Linked DNA regions of Mus musculus: region 2 is linked to region 1. A link is a contact called in public HiChIP or PLAC-seq data. All regions are on one chromosome and are shown on one strand. Each heading gives the region's core, a stretch centred on a gene start, on an enhancer-like site or on the middle of the called end of the contact. The rest is flanking DNA. Distances are from core to core; before and after follow the strand shown. Region 1 overlaps Hsd17b12 (hydroxysteroid (17-beta) dehydrogenase 12). Region 2 overlaps Ttc17 (tetratricopeptide repeat domain 17).

What was found. HiChIP or PLAC-seq counts read pairs in DNA pulled down with a chosen protein or histone mark.
Region 2: an H3K4me3 HiChIP or PLAC-seq map of embryonic basal ganglia shows a contact between it and region 1, with 4 times the contacts expected there. The contact joins two enhancer-like sites. A contact is called at or near these places in 3 of 484 Hi-C or Micro-C datasets (cerebral cortex, cortical neurons and embryonic stem cells) and 2 of 115 datasets of contacts at active chromatin or transcription factors (embryonic basal ganglia and embryonic stem cells).

What each region holds. Positions count from the first base shown.
Region 1 is chr2:94,042,235-94,045,740 of GRCm38.p6, reverse strand. It overlaps Hsd17b12 (hydroxysteroid (17-beta) dehydrogenase 12), which reads left to right. Exons shown (of 11, transcript NM_019657.4): 8 at 299-380; 9 at 1,803-1,868. Among named protein-coding and RNA genes, the nearest start is that of Alkbh3, 33 kb to the right of the region's middle. Within about 2 kb of position 1,815, at least 64 of the 459 cell types and tissues checked have an H3K27ac peak or open chromatin away from gene starts, as enhancers often do. A contact at or near this core is called in embryonic basal ganglia, where this site is marked.
Region 2 is chr2:94,343,240-94,346,615 of GRCm38.p6, reverse strand. All of the region lies in intron 16 of Ttc17 (tetratricopeptide repeat domain 17), which reads left to right. Among named protein-coding and RNA genes, the nearest start is that of Ttc17, 62 kb to the left of the region's middle. Within about 2 kb of position 1,770, at least 16 of the 459 cell types and tissues checked have an H3K27ac peak or open chromatin away from gene starts, as enhancers often do. A contact at or near this core is called in embryonic basal ganglia, where this site is marked.

The sequences.
Region 1 (3,506 bases), core at 566-3,065:
TGATGTTGTGGCCACAGAGGAACCTAGAAAGTACAGAGACAACTAAAGGAGACTAGCTAGCTGATCCAGTCATGCATTGGATTACTAAGACTGGAAAATGAGCTCATCGTAAAGAAGAGCTATTTTTAGTTCATTGAATTACGCTTCATTCACCGGCCAGACATACCAACTGCTCATGAGAAGCAGGGAGATGCGTGTTAGATCAGCTGCCCTGTTGCTCTGTTTCCATCTTGACTGCATTTCACAAGCAATGTGCATATAATTTCCCTCAGTTTGTGTGATGTGTTTTCAATTCCAGATCTAAAGGGGTGATTCTCAACATCTCCTCAGCCAGTGGCATGCTCCCAGTTCCATTGTTGACAATCTACTCTGCAACCAAGGTGACTAACGAACACTGCAGTAAATTATGTCAACATAAGACGGGGAGCTGATTTTCAGTCTGGGTGTTAACTTTGTTGAAATGCTATACTTGGTAGTTTGTATCCAACTGAGGGGGCAGGTAGGTGACCCACATGGGTTTCTGGAGTGTCACAGATGGAAATAGATTTACAAGTGGAGTGCCAGTGTGTCACAGCCACGGATGGTCTGATTTTTGGTCCCTGGTAGTTTATTGATTTTAACAGGGACACTAATGCTTTCCATAGAAACCTAGCCTCAGCCAGTCCACCCAGTTGGTTAGAATCTGATACTAATGAGCCTAAGGTGGGACTGTCGGTAACATAAACATGGCCTTCACATAGCCAGGAGGTACATCCTGGCAGTACCACAGCCATGCTCAGCAGACAAGAAAGAGATCTATGGAGAGTGAATGTCTGCCACCTTATCTAGAATTCCCGAACACTGTCATGTCTAGAGTGTGACAGGAATTTCCCAGAACTCTATGTCATCATACAACACCGTTACTCACATCTTCACATTACTGCTAGGATAGTAATTCAGACTGAATCTTCTCCTGTCTGTGGGCCAGTCACTCCAAGTTCAGTTACTTCACTGAGGCGTGGAAATATTTCTGAGGAATGACCATTTTAGTTATTGAAATTAAGCAAGCCTTTATGGAAAAATAAGTAAATCGTAATGCATAATAGGATCATATAGTATGTCTGAGAAGGAAAAGTGCAAAATACAACTTTTCACTGAGAAAACTCAGTACTTACTGTCTTCCAAGTCCTGCACAGCCCCACAGCCCTCTGATCTACCTGCTTTCTTAGTGGCTGAAACACACTGTCAGCATGTTTAATCAACATCTTGTGCTAGAATTCCAGTATCTGGAAATCTCCATGGCGGTCCTGCCAGTGGAGACCTTCCATTGGGGTGTCATTGAACTTGGCCTTTTAAGCCTGATACAAGGCTGCATGGTTTCCAGGCAGTTTACAGTTTCGTTATCAGATGGACTCTCACCCTCACTTCTCAGACCCAGCTCACAGGACCCAGCAGCAAAACAGAGCTGCACAGAATTCACTCTGGGTCTCTCTTGGAGTGGCAAATAGAAAGTGAAATTAAATCCTTTGTTACATAATAAAAGAATTTTTTTTTCTTTCCTTTGGAAAATAATTTGGAGGAGGCTTTTCTCATTAAGTCAAAAATTGGCAAATGTTATTTTTGGTAAGATAATGTCATTTGTAGCAGAAAAACCTCCTGAGGTTTTAAAGTGTTTTTTATCTCTTCTGCATTTGAAATGAAAGGAATGACTAGAAACAGTAGTGTTAAATGGTTAATTTATTATTTTGTTGTTTCCATGGCTACACTCTAGGCAGACTGATGTAATAGATGTATTTTCTTTCTCACCCCCACCTCCCTCCCAGGCCTTTGTAGATTTCTTCTCTCAGTGCCTCCATGAGGAGTATAAGAGCAAGGGCATCTTTGTGCAGGTAAGTGGAGTTTGTTTCAGTTAAGTATCCCTGGTTTTGTGTGGTTTCCACAGCAACAGTCGCTGTCTTGGCAACGAAAGAAAATCGCATTCCTCAGTAAGCGATTGTGACGTGAGCACTCCCTTAGAGACATGGTTTCTTTCCCCTCCTGCTCTTAGGTCTAGATTTTTAAAAATTAGCCTCTCTAATTTTTAACTAGGTTACCTGAACTAGAACTAAATGTAAACAGTTGAAGCATCATTATTGTAAATGTTCATAGTTTATTTTAAGACAGTCTGACTCTTTAAAATTGTGGTAGAAAAATACATAACAGAACTTAGATTGTCGATTATCTGCATGCAGCTCAGGGGCATGAGTGTACTCACCGTTGCACAGTCACTGCTACCATTCTTCTGGGAGTTTCCTTCACCTCCCCAAACTGAAACTGAGCACCATTAAATGCTAACTTTCCCTTCTCTTTCCCCAGCCCCTGGCAGTGACCATTCTGTTTTCTGTCTCCCCACAGTTGCCTGTTCTTAGTCCATCCTGTGAATAGAATCATTCAATGTTTGGTCTGTGATCAGATCACTTAGTATAGTATCTTAGGCTCTTTTGGCACAATGTGGGGATTAGGGTTCAGACAGTTAACCCATTTTCCCAGGCTGATCCGAGACTCAAATCTAGGTCCGTTTGCTATTAGAACACTTGCTCCTATCCCTAGGCTACTGAACTCACTGTGCTCAGGAAATAATGAAGCCAAAAGTACCAGGCTGTTCGTGACCACTCTAGTCTATACATGGAGATAATCAAGATGGGGCTAAGGGTTATCTAGCTGTATTTTCTAAGTCTTTTCATTTTTAATAGTATTGGAGCTAAGTCACTTACCACAAGGAAGGGTAAGGTAAGTGTTCCCTCATCTTTAGGGTCCACGAAAAGCCTGCTTCTTCCAAGCCCTTTCCTTTGCTTACTTCCTAGGAGTATCTACTGACCACTTACTTGAAATTGTTTAATTTTCAGCTCCCTGTATATATAGGCTACATGTGGGGAGACAGGGTTTTGTAGAATCTTGTATTTTATGCCTATGATACCAGGAATCCCCCTTAGATTGGATTTTGGTAACAAGGAAGCCAGGTAACACTGGTAGGAGGTAAGGCTCCTGTGCCACTCAGTGTTACACTGTTGTCTTTCTGGTAAATCTGTTATTATGCCCCAGTGTGGTTCAGCGGGCACTCTAAAGTCCACTGGAAGGTACCCGGGAGGCTTTGGCTGGAAACTGCCTGTGTTTCAGTGCCATGAAGTAGCTAGCGTTGCTGTGTGAACACAGACAGCAGTCCTGGTAGTATCCAAGCCTGTCCCTTCTCTCATTTGCACAGCCTGTTTTCCTCAAAGGTAGTTTTCTTGGATTCTCTGCCTGATATTAACCTGATATGACTAGAAACCACCCCAAAGCACATTAGTATTTGCCTTCTGAAATATGTTATTTTGATGAGCTTGTACCGTTTACATCAGTAAATTTTAAATTATTTAATTTCATCCATCATTGTCTTCATTACTAAGATTCACTTGAGGTCTAAACTTAGAATGAATTACTAAGAAAAGGAAAATTCATATTTATGAAGAAAAACGTGGCTGTCCCACTGTGAAAATAAATCCCCGGAT
Region 2 (3,376 bases), core at 521-3,020, 300 kb before region 1:
TTTGACAATGAGTACTGACTCTTTTCCACAGCACCCTTCTAAGCTAGGTCAGTATCAACAATCCCCGTGTACAGCAGATACTCCAGACAGAGAAAAGGTGTTGAGTTGCTGAAGCACCCACAGCAGTTCCAGGAGCAGAAGTGCCCTCCTTGGAGTTTTGTGCTTAGCTGAGATTGCTCTGCACTTTCTTACCTCTAAGAAAAAAAGACTTAGAATTGCATTAAGTGCAAATGCTTTGTAAGCAAGTCTAGGGTGTTACGCATACAAGAATGCTTGTCTTTCACCTGGGAAAGGTGTTAGCTAAAGCTTTTCATTTAAATCATGATGTTCTTTGTATAAATTATGAGATACATTTCAAGGTCAATCTAAGTCATCGAGTGTCTTCATTTTGACAGTAGTGCAAAGTCAATGCGGTGTATACAAGACATTGTTGCTACTTTCTTTGTGTGTGTTTGCACATGTGTGTCTGTCTGTCTGTCTGTCTGTGTATCTCATCAGAGTCTTACTGTGTAACTCTTGCTGGCCTCAAACTCATGCTCCTCCTGCTTCAGCACACCCATCTTTCTTGGATATTGTTTTATGACACTGGGTCCAATTCTTTCTTATCTATATAAGAATATAATCTACCAGGAAATTAAATCATGTTTTTCAAGGCTTGTTAGTTCTCTGAGTTGGAGTAGAAGTGTACTGTGATCTAGAGAACACAGACTTAGCTCTTTCTAAAGATTTCACTAACATTCCCCCACACCACTCACAGATGACTAGAAATGTAGTTTTAAAGTTAGGCAACTTAACTTACCAGTAACCCAGCTACTTAGACAAATCACAATTAACTCAAAACGATTCTGTTTTTTTAACTACTCACATAAGAAACCTAGCATTAATAATTTTTAATCCTTTTAAAGATTTTCTTAAATTATGTGTATGTTGTGTTTGTGTATAGATAGTGCCTAAGGAAGCCAAAGGCCTTAGGTCCTCTTGGACCAGGAGTTGTAGGCGGTTGTGAAGCGCGGACATTGGCCTGGGGGCTGAGTGGGGGTCCTCTACAAGACAACTGTGTGCTCTTAACCCCTGAGCCACCTCTCCAGCCCCTGGAGATCTTTATATTTAAAGCATTTGGTTTTCACTGAGCTGCTGTGATGCTTCGTACTGCTAAGAAATGGCTCAAAATAACCTCATGCTTTTCCCTCCTCCCCTCTTCCCTCCTCCCCTCTTCCCTTCCGGGAGGTCCTGCCTGGGCATGTGACATGGAGGGAAGACTGTCTTCAACCTCACAGCTGTGGCTTCCGCGTGGCCAGGTTTGATGCTATTCAGGAAGACCAATTTTAGCTTTGAGGTCTTTTGAAGATCATACCTTACAGGTGCCGCTGAGACATTTTCTTACTGCAGACATTTAAATGATGAAGTATTTTGCAGTAGGAAAAGGGAAAGAGAAGGAAAGTGATGTGAAAGATAGTTCAGAAAACTGAGTAGGCCTTGGCTTTGATAACATCACATTTTACACGACAGAGTCAAGGGGAAAAGTATTAGTATTTCCTCTCTGCTTTTAATAGCCATGCTTATTTCTATCCAAATCAAGGCTTGTCTCTGGAAGTGTCAAGTTCTTCACAGTGCATTAAAGTCACTTGGGTGTGGAGAGTTGTCCATATTGCATTTTATTTCAGTGTTGTTATACTTAGTTATCTGTACTTAATTGTTCACACCAGATGGTGAGAACACAGGCAGATACCAGTTGGCACCCTCTGTCCTCCAGGGTGGAATGCAAGGAGAAAGTGCAGTTCTGACTGCCCATGGCTCACTCCCCACCAGCCGCCCATGGACATTTGTGTGCACACACACTGTGTAAGGTTGGCTGTATTCCCCGTGGCCTCCGAAACACAGGGAGAATCCCTGTTCCTTTGGCTCCACCGCACCTTCCTCTTTGCCTATGATGCTACCTTCCATCCTGTCTGTTAGAAGGACTTCTTAGTAGAGGATGATATGTGTTTTAGTCAGGGTTTCTATTCCTGCACTTCCAAATTGGTGTTCTCACCAAAGGAAGTCAGAACTGGAACTCAAGCAGGTCAGGATACAGGAGCTGATGCAGAGGCCATGGAGGGATGTTCTTTACTGGCTTGCTTCTCCTGGCTTGCTCAGCCTGCTTTCTTATAGAACTCAAAACTACCAGCCCAGGGACGGCATTACCCACAAGGGGCCCCTCCCCACTTGATCACTAATTGAGAAAATGCCTTACAGCTGGATCTCGTGGAGGCATTTTCTTAACTGAAGCTCCTTTCTCTGTGATAACTCCAGCTTGTGTCAAGTTGACACAAAACCAGACAGTACAATAGGTTTGGCACAAATTCCAGATTTACCACATAGCTTAGTTTGAATTATTATTATTTTCACTAAGAATCAGTCTCCTTGTATCTAAAACAAAGATGCTGAGCAGTTTTTATAAGGGTTAAGTGGAAGGATTAGAATCACAAAGCACTCCATAAATGCTGGCACATTCGCTTGCGGTTCCCCTTCTGCAGGCTCAGTGGATGCTTCAGAATTGAAGCTATGGCTCTGAAAAGTGTTTTCTTGGAAGGACTTGCTTGGCACACCACGCCGCCTCAGCATTGTTTGTCTTCTGTTTGCTATCTTCCCAAGCTGCTTGTGAGTTTCTTGAAAGCTCAAACTCTGGAAACCAAATCCCTGGCTTTGGCAACATGTTTGCTGTCTGTGTGTGAGAAGCATGGCACTGGAAAGTGACTCCCTCAGTCTGCAGTCATGCTTGAATGTCCTGGTTAAGGAGAGAAACGACACATCGTTAACCAAAGGCCGTCTCTAATAAGAAAGCTGTGGCCTTCCAGTGACTGCACCTTCAGTGACTATGTACATAGAGCAAAACGGCGGAAAAGGACACCCATTCAGTGAGCTAGACCATCCGGAATAAACAGTGGCAGTGGAAAGATGTCATAGGCTGGCTATTAGCACAGACTGGGAGTTGTTCATGTTAACAGACATCCCTGATAGGAAGAAGTCCTTTAACTCGATGCCACCACAGTAGTGAAATCAGTCCCACTATGTGAGTCAAGTGGGTACCCAATTTAGTGAGATCAGTCCTACTATGTGAGTCAAGTGGGTACCCACTATAGTGAGATCAGTCCCACTCTGTGAGTCAAGTGGGTACCCAATGTAGTGAGATCAGTCCTACTGTGTGAGTCAAATGGGTATCCACTGTAGTGAGATTAGTCCCACTGTGTGCATCAGGCAAGCAGCCAGAAGTGCCAGAATCTCATTCAAGGTTTGTCATTTTGGTCTTAGATCGTCTTTACCCATGTAGCCAGAATGTGCTATCTAAAAATAAACAGGTGTCCAATCACACCACAGGCTTAATGTGGGGTTGCTG